2 separate regions of the Rattus norvegicus genome follow, and region 2 is linked to region 1. The links are chromatin contacts, called in public Hi-C maps. All regions are on one chromosome and are shown on one strand. The core of a region is the stretch at or near the end of the contact, and the rest is flanking DNA. Distances in the headings are between cores, read along the strand shown.

Region 1 (5,343 bases), core at 2,224-4,723:
GGTAACAGCTCACAAGCAGGGAAACCTGGAGTACACTGCCCAGCCTGCAGACAGTTCAACAGGTTGGATAGTGTCCTTTCCAAGTGACTCAGTCAGTAGCTTATTTTCTCTGATCATGACCCTAAGTAGTCTCTATTATTTATTTTTGGGAGTGGGGGCGGGTCTAGTTAATCTGGTCAGTTTCAGGGACTTCCTGAAACTATTTTGAATTGTTTATTTCTGTTTTAAGGAACTTCTTTGCAGGATGGAATGTTTGGATCTCAAAGGAAACTGCTATCTAGCACACTTAAGAGTGATACCAACTTTAAATATTTCAACAATTTAATTTACATTTTGAAGACTTTTTTCCCCTACTTTATTCATCATCCTGAGGGAAGCACGTGGTTTACAAAATTCAGTATGGTAGGTCTTACTTTTTACAACAACTCTTGTTGCAGTTTTGGGGTCATTCAGAGATTCATCAGTATGGCTCAAGTCTTGGTTTTAATAAAGTAGAGGCTTTTTACTAAAAAAGACATTGGTCAGGACCAGCCCAGAGAGAGTTCTCTAGGTAAGGCCCCAGTTATTGTTAGCCAAAGGATTATAAAGGCAAAACCCACAAAGTTATTGTAAGGGAAAGTTTCTGCTTAGGACGCCCAAGACCAAGTTCTCAGTACAAAGGAGATTTACATTTCCCAGAGAGACAGAGGGCAGGGAATGAGAGACAAAGACAGGAGATAGAGGACAAGGGAGAAGAGGAAGGGAACAATGGAGAGGGAGGAGGGCTATTTACGGGGATAAAGGACTGACATGGAGAGAAGACAGCCATGGCACATAGGAAAATGGTGGTTTATAAAGGTCAAAAAGGAAACCCTGTGTTAGAATGAGGTCATATTGATTAGGTGAGCCAAAGGGGGCTTTTGATTGCTGGACTTAAACACTTTAATAGGTGGACCTTGGTAGTCAGCCTCAGGAGGAGGAAGCAGGCAATATGGGAATAGAGGGCTAGCTTTATTCTAATGTAAGGCAGAGGGGATGAGAGAGAAGGGCAAGGCCTGCCAGAGCCATATTTGTCATTCTCAGGCAGGCTAAAATCCCTTCAGAGAGTAGCCATGTACTCTGTTCCATTAACGATGTTTGTTCCTGGGCTATAGTGTACCCTTGATTAGTAGGAACTTTTTCTATTAGAGATTTATTTGTTACATTTAAGTACACTGTAGCTGTCTTCAGACACACCAGAAGAGGGCATCCGATCCCATTATAGATGGTTGGGAGCCACCGTGTGGCTGCTGGGAATTGAACTCAGGACCTCTGGAAGAGCAGTCAGTGCTCTTAACCACTGAGCCATCTCCAGCCCTAATGGAAGTTTTTTGTTAGAGCAAGCAATGCTTTAAATCATGCATTTTCAGGACCCGGGCCTTCTAACTGCCCAGAAGTGGATGGTTCTTGAAACTTCTATGAAGATCATGTAGATGCAAACAAGGATGGCTACTAGAATCTCTTTATTTTTCCTAGGAAACTGACTTGTATTGGAAGTGGGAGTGTGTGTGTGTGTGTGTGTGTGTGTGTGTGTGTGTGTAAAAGAGGGAGTAAAAGAAGCAGAAGGGAGGGAGGGAGAGAAAACAGAGATGGAGAGAGGAGAGAGAAGAGGGAGAGAGGAAGAGAGGAAAAGAGAGACTCTATCCAAGATAGAACTATGACATAGCTTGTAGGCATCCTCTGTAGACCCCAGTAACTCTAAATATGAACCATAGTAAAACTATAAATAGAAATAACGTTTCAGTTTAAAAAAAAAAAACAACACCTCCAAGTCTGAATAAAAGCATGGACGAATCCTCTGGGTGCTGGAAGAGTCTGTCTAGATATCACTGTGTTTACTTTAAATTTTTTGTTTATTTTATGCATCTGAGTGTTTTGCTTGTAGTAGGTTCGTGTACCACATGTGTGCCTGGTTTCCTCAGAACCCAGAAGAGGGTGTGGGATCCTCTGGGACAGGAGGTACAGATGATCGTGAGCTGGAATGTGGGTGCTGGAAACTTCCCCCAGTCCTGTGCAAGAGCCGCCCCCGCACTTAACTGTTAAGCCATCCAGCCCCATCAGCTTCTATGTTTAAACCTTCGTTCCCTGAAGACTTCTTCAAGAATTCTCCAAATCATTTCAGTTTTAGTGCCTGTTTTTTTTTTCATACCATTTTCAATAAAAGAGAACCTGAGTGTACGTTTCCCAGATTGAACAGAGGCTTGCAGACATTTTCCAGGTTTCTGGACCTTTTGCCCAACCACCTGCAGCTTGTGAGTCATTTTTGTATAGAAAACAGGCAGTTTCTGTGCAAGGGTCATCAGAAGGGAAGGGCGGATGGGCAATTCCCTTGAAAATGAGAGGTGAGCACTCAACAGTAATCGACAGCCTCCATTTCCTAGCCATAGTCACTCCAGGTTCCTAGAGGCTAAGGTGTTTTAACCACTTTGTAGAGTTGAACGTCTTTCCTACTTTTCCTTCCTTTTTAAAGATTTATCTATTTATTTATTTATTTATTTATTTATTTATTTATTTATTTATTGTTCTTTTTTTCGGAGCTGGGGATCGAACCCAGGGCCTTGAGGGCCTTGAGCTTCCTAGGCAAGCGCTCTACCACTGAGCTAAATCCCCAACCCCTTATCTATTTATTTTATGTATGTGAGTACACTGTAGCTGTCTTCAGACACACCAAAAGAGGGCATCGAATCCCATTACAGATGGTTGTGAGCCAACATGTGGTTGCTGGGAATTGAACTCAGGACCTCTGGGAGCGCAGTTGGTGTTCTTAACCGCTGAGCCATCTCTCCAGCTCCCCACTTTTCCTTTTAATTCCGAGAATTCTCACTCTTTTCTTTGGACGTTGATCCTAAGGTCTTCGTGTCCGTGGTTTTTCTTTAGTATCATGCCTTTAGAAGGCCTTTAGAGGAGTTAAGTGACTTCGTGGATTCATTTAACTCCAGAGTGCCAATACAAATTGCTAGCAGGAGGGATTATTTTCAGTTCAGTAATAGCAATTATTTTTCCATTTTTATTTTTAAAAATTGTGCATGCATGCGGCTGTATGTGGGTATGTGCATTTGAGTTTAGGCCAGAAGAGGGCGTCAGATCCCACAGACTGGAATTTTGAGTTGCCTGATGTGGGAGCTGGGCTTTGAAATACTCACCCTTGCAAAAACAGTACACATTCCTAACCTGTGACCCTTTTCCTTCAACCCCTTATTTACTTTTACTATTACATTTATTTATTTATTTTAAATTTATTTGCTTTTTGTGTCGTGTGGGAGGTCAGAGGGCAACTTGTGTAGTTGGTTCTTTTTCCCACCATATGGGTGTCTGGGGTATGACTTGGGTCGTCAGGCTTGATGACAAATGCCTTAAACAGCTGAGCCATTTATTTCTCCAGTCCAGTACGGGCGGTTTTTAGCAGCCTCAGAGAACAAAACCTTAACTAGGGAGGCAGGGAGAGAATTCTGCGCATGCTCACAGCCCAGGAGCAGGACTTCTCCGCCTAGCACGCAGAGCGGGACCTCTTGGTCTGTGGATTACCCGGAACAGAGTTGCGACACTCTAGGTTTCCGCCCGGAAAAAGTAACCAAACCACCTGAGGACCAGCAACATGGCGTGGTCCGGTAATAAGGTATTGAAAGCAGGGTCTTTTGCCTTTCCTAAGCCGGGGATCTGCAGAGGGTGGTTCCGTAGCAGGAGCTGTGGGAATCGCAGCTGAGTCAGCACTGAAGGATGAATGCCCAAAGCGAAAGGCTTGGGGTTCGGAGTTCTGCTTTTGAGTCTCGTGCACCTTTACGCTACAGTAATCTTCCCTTCCTCCCTGGCTGCCTCAGTTTTCTATCCACTCCACTTGCTAACACAGGCATCCTTTATTGCTTCTGAACCTGGGTTCTAAAAATCTAAGTTAGCGAGGATCGTCCCCTACATGACAGGCTTTTAAAACTTCAGAGAGGGATTCTGTGAGATTCTGTGAATGAAATAACTCAGGATGTAAAGTGCCATATCATTACCTTCATAATAATTAAAAATCTCGAATTTATTGAAAGCTGACTGTGTGAGGCACAACAAAGCCTTTTATTCCCATTTAATTTAAATCTTCACACCAAACCGTGAGATGAACATCCTTGTCCTGAGCTCGTAAGTAGGAGCACCGAGGCATGAAGAACTGAAATGATTAGAACCTGGTCACCCTTTCCATGGGTGGTAAAATACGAACGGGAATCCAAGCCATTTTCAGAGCCCTGAAAGAAAAAACAAAACAAAAGTGCTCTACTGCTAAGAATCTATGACCCATGGCTTCTTAGATTAATAATGGAAATTATAGTGAACTTTAAAGAGGTTGTTTTTGGTCACTAGAGAGAGATGCAGCTTCAAGGATCCATTCATTCACCGAATTCACGGACTCACCTATTTGTTTATACAAACAGGATAGGAGTTCAGTAACGGGTTTCTGTTTTCTTCCACCCCCATTTGGGGAATTTTAATTAAATTATGAACTCATAATGATGTTGTTCACTTCCTTTGTTTCTCTGCTTTCAATTGCTGAAAACTTTGTAGCTCCATGAAGGACTTATTGTGGCAGATGTACTTGAGAGAAAATCCTAGCAGGCCGTATGGTTTCAGTGTAGTAATGAAGAGTTGCAGTTCCCTCCCTGTTTGTCTTCCCTGCTTTTCTACCTACTTCCAGACAAAGACTTTAAATTATCATAAACCATTCTTCCAGACCAGAATCTTCATACTGTCAAACTCTTTGATGTCTTTCTCTTGAATCTCTTAATTCTCGACACAAGACTTCCAGTCCTTTCATGTTTGCTACTTTAAAAGTAGATTTGTGGCCATATGTTAGAGGAACACAGCCAGCATATTTTGTGATTCCTACATTTTAAAAAAGAAAAGAAAAGAAAAGTAAAAAGACTTTTACGCTGAAGGACTCACTGTGGGATGTAAATTGAATTCCTCTCAAAGGTACTCTGAAGCTTTTTACTGTTTGTCCCCAAATAAGTTGTCATTGCTTCTGAAACCTGTTAATATCAGAGTATCACGTGGTTCCATTCTTTATGAACTAAGGGGAAATAGTATTTCCTTTGAGTGTTGCAGAAAAGTCAAATTTGGGAATCATCTCCTACTACAGGAGCTCATGCAGGTTTTCCAAACACCTCTAGAGTCAGATGATCACTGTCTTAGCGGTCACTTCTCAGTCCTTGTCACTCTCAGTCCAGAACTGCTCACTTTCTGTCTGGTCGGCACCGAGCACAGATGAGACAGGTAGGATCAGGACTGGGTAGGATCAGGACTGTTAATTCTGCAAGCAGCCTTAGGCCTCATCAGGCCCGACAACTT
Region 2 (5,792 bases), core at 1,562-4,061, 280 kb after region 1:
GGCACAGGCACCTGCGGGCGCTTCAGTCACTCGGGGGACTGGCGCGCCCCACGGAACCAAGGATGGGCTTTTATAGGATTTTGGGGAGCAGAAGCAAGCATACAGAAGCAGATGCATGGTTACAGGGATATAATTGGTGGATTCTAATGTGGCAAGGATTCAGCCCGGGGGCAAGTTTCCTAGCTACCTTCCTGAAACATAACGACTGACTCGGCCCCCCAAGGGTTCAGCCCGGGGGCAAGTTTCTTAGCTACCTTCTTGGAACATAACGACTGACTCGGCCCCCCACCAGGGTGTGGGACCTCTCCCGGGGCTTTTTTTTTCATTGTCAGGTGCTCAACCGAAGTCGTCCTGTTGCTAGGCCTTCAACCAAACACATCCTGCTTGGCAGCCGCTGTGTACTCAGTGTTCTAACCTTTCCCTGAACCAGTCATCTTAAGTACAGCCTTACAAAATGGCGTTACTGCTGCTAAGCTGGGGTCTTTCAGTAATTACAGTAAGACCCCAATAGATTATGTTGTTGACAAAGCCAATGCTAGGAATACTGATTGAAATCGCATTGGTTTGCCTTTTTAAAGACGAGTTTTAGACTGACTTCAAGTTTAGGATGTTAGAGCTAGAAAGGAGATCACATTGTTTAGTCCAATTCCAGCCTTTCTACGTTGGAATTCCTAGGAGCTAGATACATGAATTGATGGGAATCCAGGGTTCAGAGATTGGGATGCCTGGGCCCATAGTCCTCTGATTTATATGACAGTATATTGCTCTGTGGGTGAATCAGCTGAGCCTGGAGAGTGAAGTGACTGTCATATGAATTGGTGACAGGCACAAATAAGGGTATAGCACACAGTCTTAACAAATTAACCGACTCAGCAGGGGACAGGAAGAGCAAGACAGGTGTTGGCTAATTAGTATCTATTCACATTGTGAAGCAGGAAATGGATGCTCAGTAGTAGGGAAACCAAAGGTATAAGATTCACCTCAAATACTAGCTGTGTTGCAGCTCTGAAGAAAATGGCGTCTCCTTCAGAAGTTCTTTTTAGCTGCCTTTGAAATTTTCCCCAACACAAGTGAAGGGGAAAAGGTATCCTAGCAGTTGGGAGTACCACAAAGTCACACCACACAAATATATTTATTGGGAGGAGAAAACTCAGGAGGGTGGCTGCCTCTGCTCCAGTGAGAAGCAACGGGGAACTGGGCAGAATACAGGATTTATATAGCGTAGCGTTTCTTGAGGTGGGGGTGGGGGGTGGGATTTGCAGGGTGGCCTGGGATTGGAGGGATTATATGGCCTGATTGTTGGAGCAAACTCAAGGATTGGTGGGATTTTTTTTTTTTTTCCTTGTAGGGCAGGCAGAGACTGAACACTCCAGCCACACTGGTACAAGCACAAGAGACATCTGCAGGGCGAGGCATGGCAGTTGGAACTCTTTAGGTGGGGACCTCGGCCACTTGTGTGTCTTGAGGGTTTATAATGTTTACAAAGTATACCAAGTTTACAAAGAAAGCCCAAGCAGGAAAAGCTTTCCGTGCCCCTCGAATGGGCATAAATAGCCGACACTAGCAGCATTCCTCTTCCACCTCTTGTGGCTGCTATCTTGACAACTCCTGCACTGGTGGAGCCTACCTTACTGCAGCCCACTTCACCTCTTCTTATTAAAAAGCACATCACTCCGAAAAAAAAAAAAAGAAAGAAAAGAAAAAAGGGTTAGGGATTTAGCTCAGTGGTAGAGTGCTTGCCTAGCAAGCACAAGGCCCTGAGTTCAGTCTCCAGCTCCGAAGGAAAAAAAAAAAAGAAAAAGCACATCACTTTTCTTTAACTGTCTGGTCATTTCCCCCAACTTACTCTGTATTCAGAGATCTACCTCTTTGTAATGAGCTCTGTTTGAAAACAGAATCGTAACAACCTTCACACATACACTGATGACCGAAGAATATTGTATTCAACTGTTGCAGGGTAGAAAGAAGGCTGGTGCTCAGAAATGGAGTCAAGTAACCATGACAGCCTATCGGATAGGTGGGAGGGCTTTGGAATCAGAGTAACAAAGTAGCTGAACACAGCCTTGTGAAAATTGTGGACCAGTTCTGGTTCGGTTTTCTCATCTATAGAATGAGGAAAATAGAGCTGGGTGTGTGGTGCACAACTTTTTAAATCGCACTCCAGAGAAGGATCTCTGTCAGTTCTTTAGGCTAGTCAATGAAACATAGTAAGATTATGTCTTTTAAAAAAGAGGGGAAAAATATAATAATAATCTCACGATGGTGCAAGTCTGTAGGTGATGGATGCAGGAAAGTTCTCTGCCACAGAGTAAGTTCTAGACCAATCTAGGATACATGAGTTCCTCTCTGTGCTTCATAGGTTGTAGTACGGATTAACTGAAGTTCATATTGATGATCAGCACGCTGACTGATGGAGGCTCTAACAATTCAAATTCCTCTTTGGTCTAGGAAAGCAGATGGTGCTTATAAGGACAACACTATTAGAAACGGGTGCGCCAGGAAAATATTAAGTATCAAATCAATCTGGCTGTCTGACATATCTGGAGACACCGCTGACACTGAATGTTCAGCATCACAGGCTGCCTTTACGCCTGACTAAACGTTTGAAGAAACTGAGACCTACAACTCCCAGGGTGCATCACACCTTGACCTGCCCATAACGTTACGCCTCTCAAATTCACCAACCTCCAATGGGCAGGCTTTCGGACTCAAACTACGAACCCCAGAAGGCCCTACACCAAGTGTATTATCATCCACAATTAATCTGCGGCCGTATTGGCTGTCGGGAAGTGTAGTTCGACGGTGGCCGAGCCATTCAATGCCAGCCGCCCGCGCAGAGATATGTGAAGTTGCAGCTCTTGAGTTTTAGTTCTTCTCACAGTCCATCCAGAAACGAAAACTGCCCAGGCAAAGCTCTGAAAGACACTCCTGGGCTAGGGCTCTTCTGCGAAGGTGCTTCACCTTACCAGTCTCGCCAGGTAAGGAAGTGGACTGCAAAGGAGGTAAAGGCGTTGGAGGCGGACGATACCAAATTACGGCGGGAGGAGGGAGCAGCAGGAACGGGAGAATCCAAGTGGGACTGTTAGAGGCAAAGTGGGGCGGGGCGTCCTCTTTCCGTAGGCGCCCAGGATGTGCCTGGAAAAGGAAATGAAGCCTAGGTTCCAGCAAAGTGGGACGTCTATGTGCTGGGGTACACTTGTCGTTTATGGTTTATTAGTTGGACCTCTCATTCCGTGATCTCACCTCCCGACTGGGTAGTCAGTCAGCATACCGGGCCAGGGCAGTTAGGTAGATGATCCAACTTGGAGTACAAGGCTGAGAATTTTAATTGCTGCTGGCTGGCTGGATTGAGTGTAACATCTGTGGGAGAAGATGTTTTGGGGTGCTTTGTCTAATGGGAGTCTTAACAGGGAATAAAATTTAAGCCCTCTAAAGTCTAGAGTCTAAATCTTCCTTTGACGCCTGGCCGTGCTACTTGAGTATTTCCTGTGTTACAAGCATTATAATGTGAAAATGCTTCTATTCTGTTGTAATTGGCTGGGAGGCTCACTGCCTCTGTCCGCTAACTTAGGCCTGCCTAGTCTTGGAAGCTCCTAGCCACTTATCTGAGCCTTGAATGTTTTCAGCCTCTTGAGACCTGCTGCTGAGTAAGCTCGCTCTTCTTTCTGAACTCTAGCTGGCTGGTTCGACTCAGCTGTTGTGGCTCAAACTCCTCTCCCAGCTGACTTATTCAATCTGTCTTTTCTCTCCGCCTCTGAATTGCTGTTTGGCCTTAAACTAACTCTAGTTATCTGTTCTAATCTTCCGGCTCCTTCTCATTTTCTTGCTCATTTTGTCTTCATCTGTGTCTAGCTTGTTCTCTCTTCAGTCTGTGTCTGTAAAACTCTTAACAGTAAAACTGCCTCCTCCCTCTCAACTCCACTGTACTGCTCTCCACAAACTCTACTATATTTCCTGTACTGTGCCCTCTTCCTCCGGTACAGTCCGTCTCTCCCTAAAGTAGCTTCCCTTTCTCTTCTCATGCGAGTTGGGCATATCCTCTTCTGTCAAATTTTTCTCTGACTCTCATCACTTTTTTTTGCCATTCAATTAGACATAACTTTCAAACATGGGTGCTTCCTTCTACAAACTAACTTTACCGTCATTGTTTGGGTTAAAGGTGAGTACTGAAGTCGTGTCTATATTCCAGCTAGGGGATTAAAGGACTGAGCTAAACCCTAACTAGAAACACAGGTTTGAATATCCTGTAACATCATAAGGCAGTGTGCCATTTGGATAAGGCTGAAGTCAGATCCCAGCCAGAGAATTAGGTGTTCGGGCCATGGCTTCCAGAGCATTGTAAGATGTCTAAGGTAAATGAAATCACAGTACAAAATAAAATGTATAGGATGACCTTACTCTCTGCTCTTGAGTGGTGATAATGTGCATTGGCTGAGATGACAGTTGAACTGAACCCTTTCTATCTTTTGTCTGATTTTGGTACAGTGACCATTGCTCCCCATTCCCTGCTTTGTCCCCTTATTTTTTCCAAGAGTCATTTTGCCTTTGCATTTTGGAAGTCAGACTCTAGGGCCAGCTGCTCTAGCTTGCATTTGGCCACCTGCAGATTCATCAGAAAGGTAATGAGGGTGGAATGCAAGGGGAGGATTTAGTGTGCAGTCTCCATGAGGCTAATATTCTTTCTCCTCCTTCCAGGTTGGAGACAGGCTATTGTGGCAAGTGTCGTGGCATGGTACGTATGGTCTGTCTATTTCTGTCTGATCCACCAACCTGTCTACTTTAAAATGTAGCCTTTGTCCATTCTAATGAAGTTGGGTTTCACTGTTAAACTTTCTTGGGATCTGCTAACCCACCTTGGCTGGCAGATGGGAAGGGGGAGAAGGAGGAGAGGGGAGGATACCCCAGTGAAACACAATCAGTTTGGAGTTTTTGCTGTTTCATCTGGATCAGTATTTTAAGAATATGCTGCTTACTCTGTGTGTGCACGTGCGCGTGCGCGTGCGTTTTCATTTTAATTATAAGAGAAATCTCATTTCATCCTTTAGCTTTTTCTTTTTCTTTTTTTTTTTTTTTTGGTTCGTTTTTTCGGAGCTGGGGACCGAACCCAGGGCCTTGCGCTTCCTAGGCAAGCGCTCTACCACTGAGCTAAATCCCCAACCCGCCTTTAGCTTTTTCTAATATGTTACCTGGAACAAAACCTTATTAATCAAAGTAGCAACATGGTGGGTGTAAGTTTTATTTCTGTCCTTTTACCTTTCCCAGCTTCTGCCAACTTCCCAGTTAAAGGGTGACATTTCTGCAGAAGCCTATCCTGTTAGAAATGTCCTTGCCACTTACGGAGGAGCAGAGGAAAAAGATTGAAGAGAATCGGCAGAAGGCTTTGGCCCGTCGAGCTGAGAAGCTATGGGCAGAACAGCCCCAGAGTACAGCTTCAGGCTCCAGTGCTGCCAGGCCGTCCCAGTGCAAGCAGAACTCTCTCCTGAATCTCCCAGCGGAGCCTTCAAAGCCAGAGGGCCATGCTACCATTTCCAAGGGACAGAATCTCAATAATTCACTCCCTGCTGCTCAGAGACCTCACAGCTCCCCCTGTTTTCAACCCAGCACAGCAGAGGAAGCAAAGGGACTATGGAAGAGCGAAGGAAAGATGTCCGCAGCCTGCCCAAACCCAAGTCCCCCAGAAGTCTCTAACCAACAGCTTTTGGGTAGTAAATCCAGTGAGGGTCATCCCCAGGCAACCCAGGACACAGCAGCTTCCTGTCCTAGACCATTTCCCAGGGATCCCAAGTTAGAGG

The links. A called contact is a pair of places that touch in the nucleus more often than the background predicts.
Region 2: a contact with region 1 is called in a Hi-C map of frontal cortex, with 2.8 times the contacts expected there. The contact joins the promoter of Smarcal1 here to the promoter of Xrcc5 in region 1. A contact is called at or near these places in 6 of 12 Hi-C or Micro-C datasets (frontal cortex, hepatocytes, kidney and 2 more) and 1 of 1 datasets of contacts at active chromatin or transcription factors (oligodendrocytes).

Annotation. Positions count from the first base shown.
Region 1 is chr9:81,401,034-81,406,376 of GRCr8, forward strand. Xrcc5 (X-ray repair cross complementing 5) reads left to right here and starts at 3,474. Exons shown (of 21, transcript NM_177419.3): 1 at 3,474-3,634. The coding sequence starts at 3,614.
Region 2 is chr9:81,686,657-81,692,448 of GRCr8, forward strand. It overlaps Smarcal1 (Swi/SNF related matrix associated, actin dependent regulator of chromatin, subfamily a-like 1), which reads left to right and starts at 2,812. Exons shown (of 17, transcript NM_001108222.1): 1 at 2,812-2,978; 2 at 5,263-5,792. The coding sequence starts at 5,321.